Linked DNA regions of Mus musculus: region 1 is linked to region 2. A link is a contact called in public capture Hi-C data. All regions are on one chromosome and are shown on one strand. Each heading gives the region's core, a stretch centred on a gene start, on an enhancer-like site or on the middle of the called end of the contact. The rest is flanking DNA. Distances are from core to core; before and after follow the strand shown.

Region 1 (4,351 bases), core at 1,037-3,536, 1.8 Mb before region 2:
CCATGCCTGACCTAAAGCTGTACTACAGAGCAATTGTGTTACAAATGGCATGGTACTGGTATAATGACAGAAAAGTAGAGCAATGGAACAGAATTGAAGACCCAGAGATGAACCCACACACCCATGGTCACTTGATCTTCGTCAAGGGAGCTAAAACCATCCAGTGGAAAAAAGACAGCATTTTCAAGAAATGGTGCTGGCACAACTGGTGGTTATCGTGTAGAAGAATGCGAATTGATCCATTCCTATCTCCTTTTACTAAGGTAAAATCTAAGTGGATCAAGGAGTTCCACAGAAAACCAGAGACACTGAAACTTATAGAGGAGAAAGTGGGGAAAAGCCTCGAAGATATTGGCACAGGGGAAAAATTCCTGAATATAACAGCAATGGCTTGTGCTGTAATATCAAGAATTGACAAGTGCGACCTCATGAAACTGCAAAGCTTCTGTAAGGCAAAAGACACCGTCAATAAGACAAAAAGACCACCAACAGATTGGGAAAGGATCTTTACATATCCTAAATCAGATATAGGACTAATATCCAATATATATAAAGAATTCAAGAAGGTGGACTCCAGAAAATCAAATAACCCCATTAAAAAATGGGGCTCAGATCTAAACAAAGAATTCTCACCTGAGGAATACCGAATGGCAGAGAAGCACCTGAAAAAATGTTCAGCATTCTTAATCATCAGGGAAATGCAAATCAAAACAACCCTGAGAGTCCATCTCACACCAGTCAGAATGGCTAAGATCAAAAATTCAGGTGACAGCAGATGCTGGCGAGCACGTGGAGAAAGAGGTACACTCCCTCACTGTTGGAGGGATTACAAGCTTGTATAACCACTTCGGTAATCAGTCTGGTGGTTTCTCAGAAAATTGGACATGGTACTACCAGAGGATCCCTCAATACCTCTGCTGGGCATACATCCAGAAGATGTTCCAATTAGTAAGAAAGAAATATGCTCCACTATGTTCATAGTAGCCTTATTTATAATAGCCAGAAGCTGGAAAGAACCCAGATGCCCCTCAACAGAGGAATGGATACAAAAATTGTGGTACATTTATACAATGGAGTACTACTCAGCTATTAAAAAGAATGGATTTATGAAATTCCTAGGCAAATGGTTGGACTTGGAGGGCATTATGCTGAGTGAGGTAACCCAATCACAAAAGAACTCAAATGATATGTACTCACTGATAAGTGGATATTAGCCCAGAAACTTAGAATACCCAAGATATAAGTTACAATTTGCAAAACACATGAAACTCAAGAAGAACGAAGACCTAAGTATGGACACCTTGCCCCTTCTTAGAATTGGGAATAAAACACCCATGGAAGGAGTTACAGAGACAAAGTTTGGAGCTGAGACAAAAGGATGGACCATCTAGAGACTGCCATATCCAGGGATCCATCCCATAATCAGCCTCCAAACGCTGACACCATTTCATACACTAGCAAGATTTTGCTGATAGGACCCTGATATAGCTGTCTCTTGTGAGACTACGCAGAGGCCTAGCAAACACAGAAGTGGATGCTCACAGTCAGCTATTGGATGGATCACAGGGCCCCCAATAAAGGAGCTAGAGAAAGTACCCAAGGAGCTAAAGGGATGTGCAACCCTATAGATGGAACAACATTATGAACTAACCAGTACCCCGGAGCTTTTGACTCTAGCTGCATATGTATCAAAAGATGGCCTAGCCAGCCATCATTGTAAACATAGGCCCATTGGACTTGCAAACTTTTTATGCAGGGGAATGAATGGGCCAAAAATGGGAGTGGGTGGGTAGGGGAGTTGGGGGGAGGGTATGGGGGACTTTTGGGATAACTTTGGAAATGTAAATGAGGAAAATACCTAACTAAAAATAAAAAAAAACTTAGTTTAACAGTTAAAAAAAAAGAACTTTAACAGTGCAAATGCCTTTAAAAGGTATTCGTAAAACACACAGGTACAATAAGTACAATTCAACAACAAGTAAACATTTTCAAATAGAAAAAGAAAATTTCCAACAGCCTATTACAAAATTAGAAGCAGGGGAATTTCAGTCCCCCATTCTTTTCCTATGGTTTTGTTAAGGACACTTATTTTTCTTTCTCTGAAGGAGTGGTATCTTTTCAGTATTCAACTATCAATTATGGAAATCTATTGCAGTATATGCCAGAATACATTGGTCCTTTCCTTTGCTGTCAGAGTCAGCTTTTATTATGCAATTTCCTCTTTTTGCTTAGATCAAGAGGAGGGGCCGAATGTTATGAGCTGGAGTATTACTCAGAGATGATTCAGTTCCGTCATTCTTCTTGAAGCTCTGAGTGTATACAGACCAGGAATGGCCAACTTGTCCCTCAGTTAGTGGATTAATTCCCTTCACCAGAATTACTTCCTGGTAGAGACACAGGTAACAGCTGCTTTTTGTGTTTTTCTATCAGAATTTTACATGCTGTGACTTGTCAGCAGGATTGATGGGGAAACCCTCTTGGTTGTGTCAGATAAAGTTAACTCGGGCAGTATGTGAAAATTGGAGTTCTGTGTTCGTTATTTTATTTCTGAGTGTGTTGTCACTTCTGCTGTGAGCTATGAAATTATGGGCGAGGATCTATGGCATTCATTTAACTGTGTCAAAAGCTTAAATCTAAGTCATTTAGAAGAAGTAATACTAGGAGCCAGGTAAGATGGGTCCATATGAAATTACATGCTGCACAAGTCTGATTGGCCACCTGAGTTTGATCCCTGAAGCCCACTTGAAGGTGGAGTGAGAGAACTCACTTGGTAAAGTTGTCCTCTGGACATACATGTACCATGCCACAGGCAATCCTCCAACAACAACAACAACAACAACAATAATAACAATTAAAAAAAAAGTATTCTGTAGCGGGTAGACTCCTTTTTCTTAAAGAATCTTGGATAGCAGTGGTGGCACACACCTTTAATCCCAGCCTCATGAGATAGGGCAGGTTTATCACTGTGAGTTTGAGGCCAGCCTGATCTACAGAACTAGTTCCAGTATAGTCAAGGGCTACACAAAGAAACCCTGCTGTCCTGAAAACAAAGAAATAAACAAACAAAAAGCCAGCCCCGCCCCCCCCCCAAAAAAAAAAGGAAGAGAGAGAGAGAGAGAGAGAGAGAGAGAGAGAGAGAGAGAGAGAGGGAACAAGTGAAAATTGAATAATTTCAGAAAACTTCATTAAAAATCTAGGGAAGAATCAATCAATATGCAGTTTGTTTTCCATATTATTTGTGGGCTATTATCTCAGTTATTAATGTAAGTGGGAAGACTAATTATAAATATTTCCTATTTAGTAATATAATTATTTATATTATCAGATTGAATCCTTATGGGCATTAGCTAATGATGGCATAGTGACAAAATTTATTTTTATATAGGTTCCTTGTTTGGCAAAATCAAGTATTAGAATGTAATATGTGAAATGATTGTGGACATGGAATAATCTGGGACTAAATTTCTGGTTGTATCCTGCTATTCCCCTCTCTATTGCTCCCATACCCCACCCATGCAATGATCCTTTCCACTTACCTGGTTTCTTTAGGTATTCCGTGTTAGGTGGGATATGTGAAGACTGGGAGCCAGAGCCTCAGATGCCAGAGACCACGCGGCATTTGTCTTTTTGGGTCTGGGTTATTCCACTCAGTAGGATCTTTCGTAGTTGCATCTATTTACCAGGCTGGCCCGGAAGAAGAATATGTAGGATGTGGCTAGGTGGAGAGGTAGGACATCTCAGGAGTTTGAGCTTCAACTCAAGAAACATTTATGTTGGACCCCAAATTTTAGTCATCTTCTGTATTAACATTCACGTATTCTTTTGAAAGTGTTGTCTGGGAAACTTGGATAGATATGTATAACTGAAAAGACAAGACCATTTTTATATTCATGTGTTTAACAAAATGTATACATAATTTTAAAGCAAAACATTTAATTTTTAAAAGAAAGTTTTAAGTTTTGTTATTTGAATTAATAGTTTTAAAGGGTTTTAATGATTTATGGTGGTAGCAATTTTGCCTAACTTTTTCATGTATGTAGAATATTTTGAACAAAGGCAGTTTGAAAATAGTAATGACTTATTCTTATTTTTAAAGTTCTTTCCATTTAAGCAGATTATATGCAAAGAGGTCTCACTTGTGTGTGAGGAAATCAGAGTCAGGGTGTTTGGACCACTAAGAAAATTAATCATGTCTCACCCATTCCCACTCCAATGCAGCATCAGATCCAGGTATCTTCCTAAAGATGGACATTTTAACTTTTTCTTTAGAAATCACTTGAGGCCACATTTTAATACAAATCGTACTTTACATACTTCCAAGATGAGTGAGCAGGAGGTCACTTACACAACT
Region 2 (4,402 bases), core at 1,495-3,994:
ATTTCTTTAAGACAGTGTCTCATGTAGCTCAGGCTGGCCTTGAAATCATCTTACTTCAGCGTCTCTCCGGCTGAAGTTACACTAGGCCCAGGATCCTAACCAGAAATAAGTAGGAAGGAGAACAAGTGAGAATAAAGTATAATGACATATGTGGATAGAAATGTCCCTGGAAATTCCATTGGTTTGTACGCTAGCCTAAAAACAAGGAAAAGGAGAATTATCAACTGAAGAATGATAATTGTTATTGATTTTTAAAATATCTTTTATTTGATACTTATAGACACAAATGTGCAAGTATGTTTATCAATATATATTCATTGGGCGTGGGTGGGTAGGGGAACAGGGCGCAGGGAGGGTATAGGGAATTTTCGGGATAACATTTGAAATGTATATAAAGAAAATATCAAATAAATAAATAAATAAATAAATAAAAGAAAAAATTCATGTTGAGTAAGAAGATTAATTTCTTAGGAAGTGTAAGTATGACGACTATACATAAGATTCTTAACTCTTAGAAGCAGTTTTTCATTTTTTATGACACTTTTATATGTTTATGTGATGAAATTTAATTCTTTCCATGTCCCATACTCCTCTGTCACCCACTACCTTCCCCCACAGGAGGCTATCATATCAACAACCCCCTCAGACTTTTAAGTCTCTACCCCAAGGGTGACCCAGAATTTAGTTAATTAGCAATGACTGAGGGGAATTTGGCAGGGACTGTTGGCTTGCATTCTCTTGTCTGCGTCTTCTTATGAAATACGGATGTCCTTTTCCTCTAGACACTGAAAGAGGATTTCTCACTCCCTCTCCCTCTCATGTGAAGATCTCATGGCATGGGCCAGGGTCATCTTCCTCTTTGTGTCATTTTCTCAGATGTCAGCATACCTTATTTGGTGGGAGGATTCCTACATCTCACCATGCTGCGTTGCAAAGATTGCATTATTGGATTGAATGTGGATATTGAGATAGGCAGACACAACCCCTCTATGACATATCCAGGAATACTCAGTAAGACTTGTGTGGCAGACTATGTAAGATGAAGGCTCTCACTCGCTGCTGAGTGCTCTATTGTCTCTATCCATATTAGACTTTGAGAGGTACATACTCATTTTCAGATAACAACTGCTCCCATCTTCACCAGTACACCTGGCAGGCCCATAATGGCTTCCAAGTAAATAAGGGCTTTGTTCCTAAGGACTGATGGGTCCAAAAGCCTGAGGTACCTATACAAGTATGCTCGTAGTGCTACCAGTTTCTTAAGTCAGAGCTGAGTTTGTATCCCATGATCAGGGAGAATACTGAGTTTTTGAGATCTTGTCTCAAAAAACAAAACAAAACAGAACAAAACAAAAACATCTTGACAGCAGGTGGTAGGTAAATCCACTCTTACAGCAGATATGTTTGGGATTTGCAATATAGTATCTTTTCTCTGGCATGAGAAGTCCACCACCCTGAACAGTCTCCTCAAGGGCAAACATTCGAGGATGATTGTCCTTGCTCTTCCTCACAGTCTCTGGGAATTGGAGGAGAGTGCATTGTTTCCAGGTGTGCCACTGCCTCAAGTCATAAAGATGAGGAGTTTCTTAGTTTAATAAGTGCCAATTGACAAGTCCTGATGAAGACTCACTCTAGCTATCCCTTTAGTATTGCAGCTTTTTTTTTATTAGCACACTCTAGCCTTGAAAAAGTCTTCAAATTTTGTTTTGTGGACTCTGACTTCCATTCATGGAAAACCTTCTTCTCCAATTCAATCATATCCTTAAACTAAGTCTATTCTCATTTCTTTGATGTTCTCCTTGTTGACTTACAGCAGTAATCAAGTGATGGTTGTTTCAAAACTGTACTTATTTGATCATTTTTTGTTAATCTGAGAATTGCAAGAGAGGAGAGAGAGAGAGAGAGAGAGAGAGAGAGAGAGAGAGAGAATGAGAATTTATTTTTATGTTTCAGGCTATTATATGTATCATAAGAGTCCAGAAGAATGAAGCCAGTGCAACAGTAAGTAATTCCAAGTCTTAAAAACTTAGTAGACTTTGTTCTAGTCCCTTGTTCTAGTTTTGAAATTTCCATCTTCGAGTATCCATGTCTTCTTCTCCTTATTTGAAAATAGTAATGCTAATATGTGCTAAAGCGTAATTCTTAGAGAGGGCGACAGAATGAGAATGCGGGTGTGCTGTGAAGTAACTAAGGCAGAATCATTCCCAGTAAATGTTTGCGCCTATCTATTTCTACTCCATGATAAACCTCCAAGAGAATCATTCGCTTTGTGTCGCTGGAGTGATGTACTTTGGATGCTCAGCTGTGATTCCTCCATCAGGCAATAAATTTCCTTGTGGAGAGCCTTCCGCCAATGCTGCCGACTCCAGGCAGTTATAGAGTATTTACTACAATGGATGGCATGAACACATGAAAGGATGTGGGGATGCAATCAGAGTTCTAACAAGCCAGTGTCGAATTCAAGACACTCAAACTGCTTAAAAGTTTATGTAGGCCATACCAATTAATCGTGTCAGTTTCAATGGGGAGTGTAACCAATGTCTTTTAAGACTGTAGTCAATGGATCAGTCATACAGTTGATCTAAAACGACAGTCATGCATCATACAGCATTTCAGTTTTCTTCAGAAGTTACAGCCTCAGAAACAGGATCTAGAGGAAAAAAGGGAAATTACTCCAACGCGTTTTCATTTCCTGCTTTGGGCACTGGCTTGACTACTTAAGCTGTGCTCCATGAACCTCGCAAAGGGCTGTTTCAGGGTTTGGGTTAGTGAGCCTCATCCTGGCAGTTATTTTATAGTAAAGAACATTCAAGTGCTCTGCCTACCTAGGGCCCTGTGAAGCAATGAAATATCACTCTCATATAGAGAATCTGGATGAAGATGGATATACTCAATTAGACTTCAGCACTCAAGACATCCATAAAAGGCCCAGGGGATCAGAGAAAGGTATCCATTTTCTTTCTGCTAACAGCACCTTTGTTCTCATTAACTGAAATAACAGAAGTAGAGACCTGGAGAGATTCTTGATTTGTAGAACTGCCTACAAAAATATATTTTCATATATGCGTGTGTGTATGATATATATTTGGTATATGTGGTATGTATATGATATGTATATATATATATATACATGTATACACACATATATATGTATGTATGTATATATATGTATATATATATATATATATATGTATATATATATATATATACATGTATACACACACGTGTGTGTGTGTGTGTGTGTGTGTGTATAGTTTTAAAGACTGCTGGAAGTCATCAACGACTTCCACAAATTGCTTTTGGTTTATGGCAGAAAACAGGACTACTCTACTCTACAGTCAGAGGTAGCACTGGTAACATGAGTAAAAGAGAAAGATGAAAGAATTTTAGTAGAGTTGCTTTTTCCTTGTTTTTTAGCAACTTGTGAGGGGGCCAGGAAACAGATAAACGAACAACCTGTACAATCATACAACACAGTATGCTAAAGTCATGGTCCTCTATGCAACCATAGAGGAGTGTGTGGGAAATAAAAATGAATGCATCTTTGGTTAAACCCAAAGAGAAGCCAGGAGTCATGGGGTGTAAATCCCAAATCCGCTATGCTCTTTTGGTAAGAGATTAATTTGGATTTTATAAAACGAGATGTTAGTATGTCAGCTATGGAAAACACAAGCTACATTAAAATGTCTCATTATCAGGAGATAGATATTAAAACGGAAACAAGACAAGAATAAAGGACATTAAAGTCCTAACACGGAGTGAGTGTTTTAGTCTCTTTCAGGGTCACCTATTGGGCAGCTCTATGACTTGGCTTTCTGTTGTTGGTATCATCAGCTTAAAACAAAAATCAGTTCGCTGTTAACTTAAAGGAAGAGATGACTGACGGGTTCTAATGTCAGTTTGTTTTCTTCCGCTTTTTGATGTTCACATTATGCAATTATTTATAACCACTTACACAATCACTCTCTTGTGAAATTTGCTTGGAAAATAGTCTAAAAATTGATTGAGGGAAGGGGCATGGCTTATATGCGTATGCTGCGTAAACTAAAGTGCTCAGTCCCAGCAACAGTATTTGAAGGTACTATTGATCTAATTTCAAAACTTGGAAATAAAAAAAATAAATAAAAACAAAGGCATAGAGAAAATAACTTGTTTAAATCATGCACCATATAAATGACAAGAAAAAGCTATCCTTAGTCATTGGTGCTGTTTCTCCTACAGAAAGCTATTTGCTCTGTGACCAAGTAGGACTTCAGGGAATGGATAGTGTCCAGATCTATAGACTAGCCTGTGAGCCTACAATGGAGGAGTTACAGATGGTATGGCCATGATGCCATGGCTGAAGCAATGGAGGAAGAGGCATCCTGAAGTTGGAGGAAAATGGAGATTTACACTACAATGT

What was found. Capture Hi-C pulls out chosen DNA fragments and counts their contacts.
Region 1: a contact with region 2 is called in a capture Hi-C map of macrophages, with 4 times the contacts expected there. The contact joins the promoter of Klra2 here to the promoter of Clec7a in region 2. A contact is called at or near these places in 5 of 39 promoter capture datasets (cranial neural crest, frontonasal cranial neural crest, hematopoietic stem and progenitor cells and 2 more) and 1 of 9 other capture datasets (macrophages).

The regions. Positions count from the first base shown.
Region 1 is chr6:131,245,297-131,249,647 of GRCm38.p6, reverse strand. It overlaps Klra2 (killer cell lectin-like receptor, subfamily A, member 2), which reads left to right and starts at 2,286. Exons shown (of 8, transcript NM_008462.5): 1 at 2,286-2,399; 2 at 4,270-4,351. The coding sequence starts at 4,322.
Region 2 is chr6:129,471,127-129,475,528 of GRCm38.p6, reverse strand. Clec7a (C-type lectin domain family 7, member a) reads left to right here and starts at 2,744. Exons shown (of 5, transcript NM_001309637.2): 1 at 2,744-2,946. The coding sequence starts at 2,844. All of the region lies in intron 2 of Gm45969 (a long non-coding RNA gene), which reads right to left.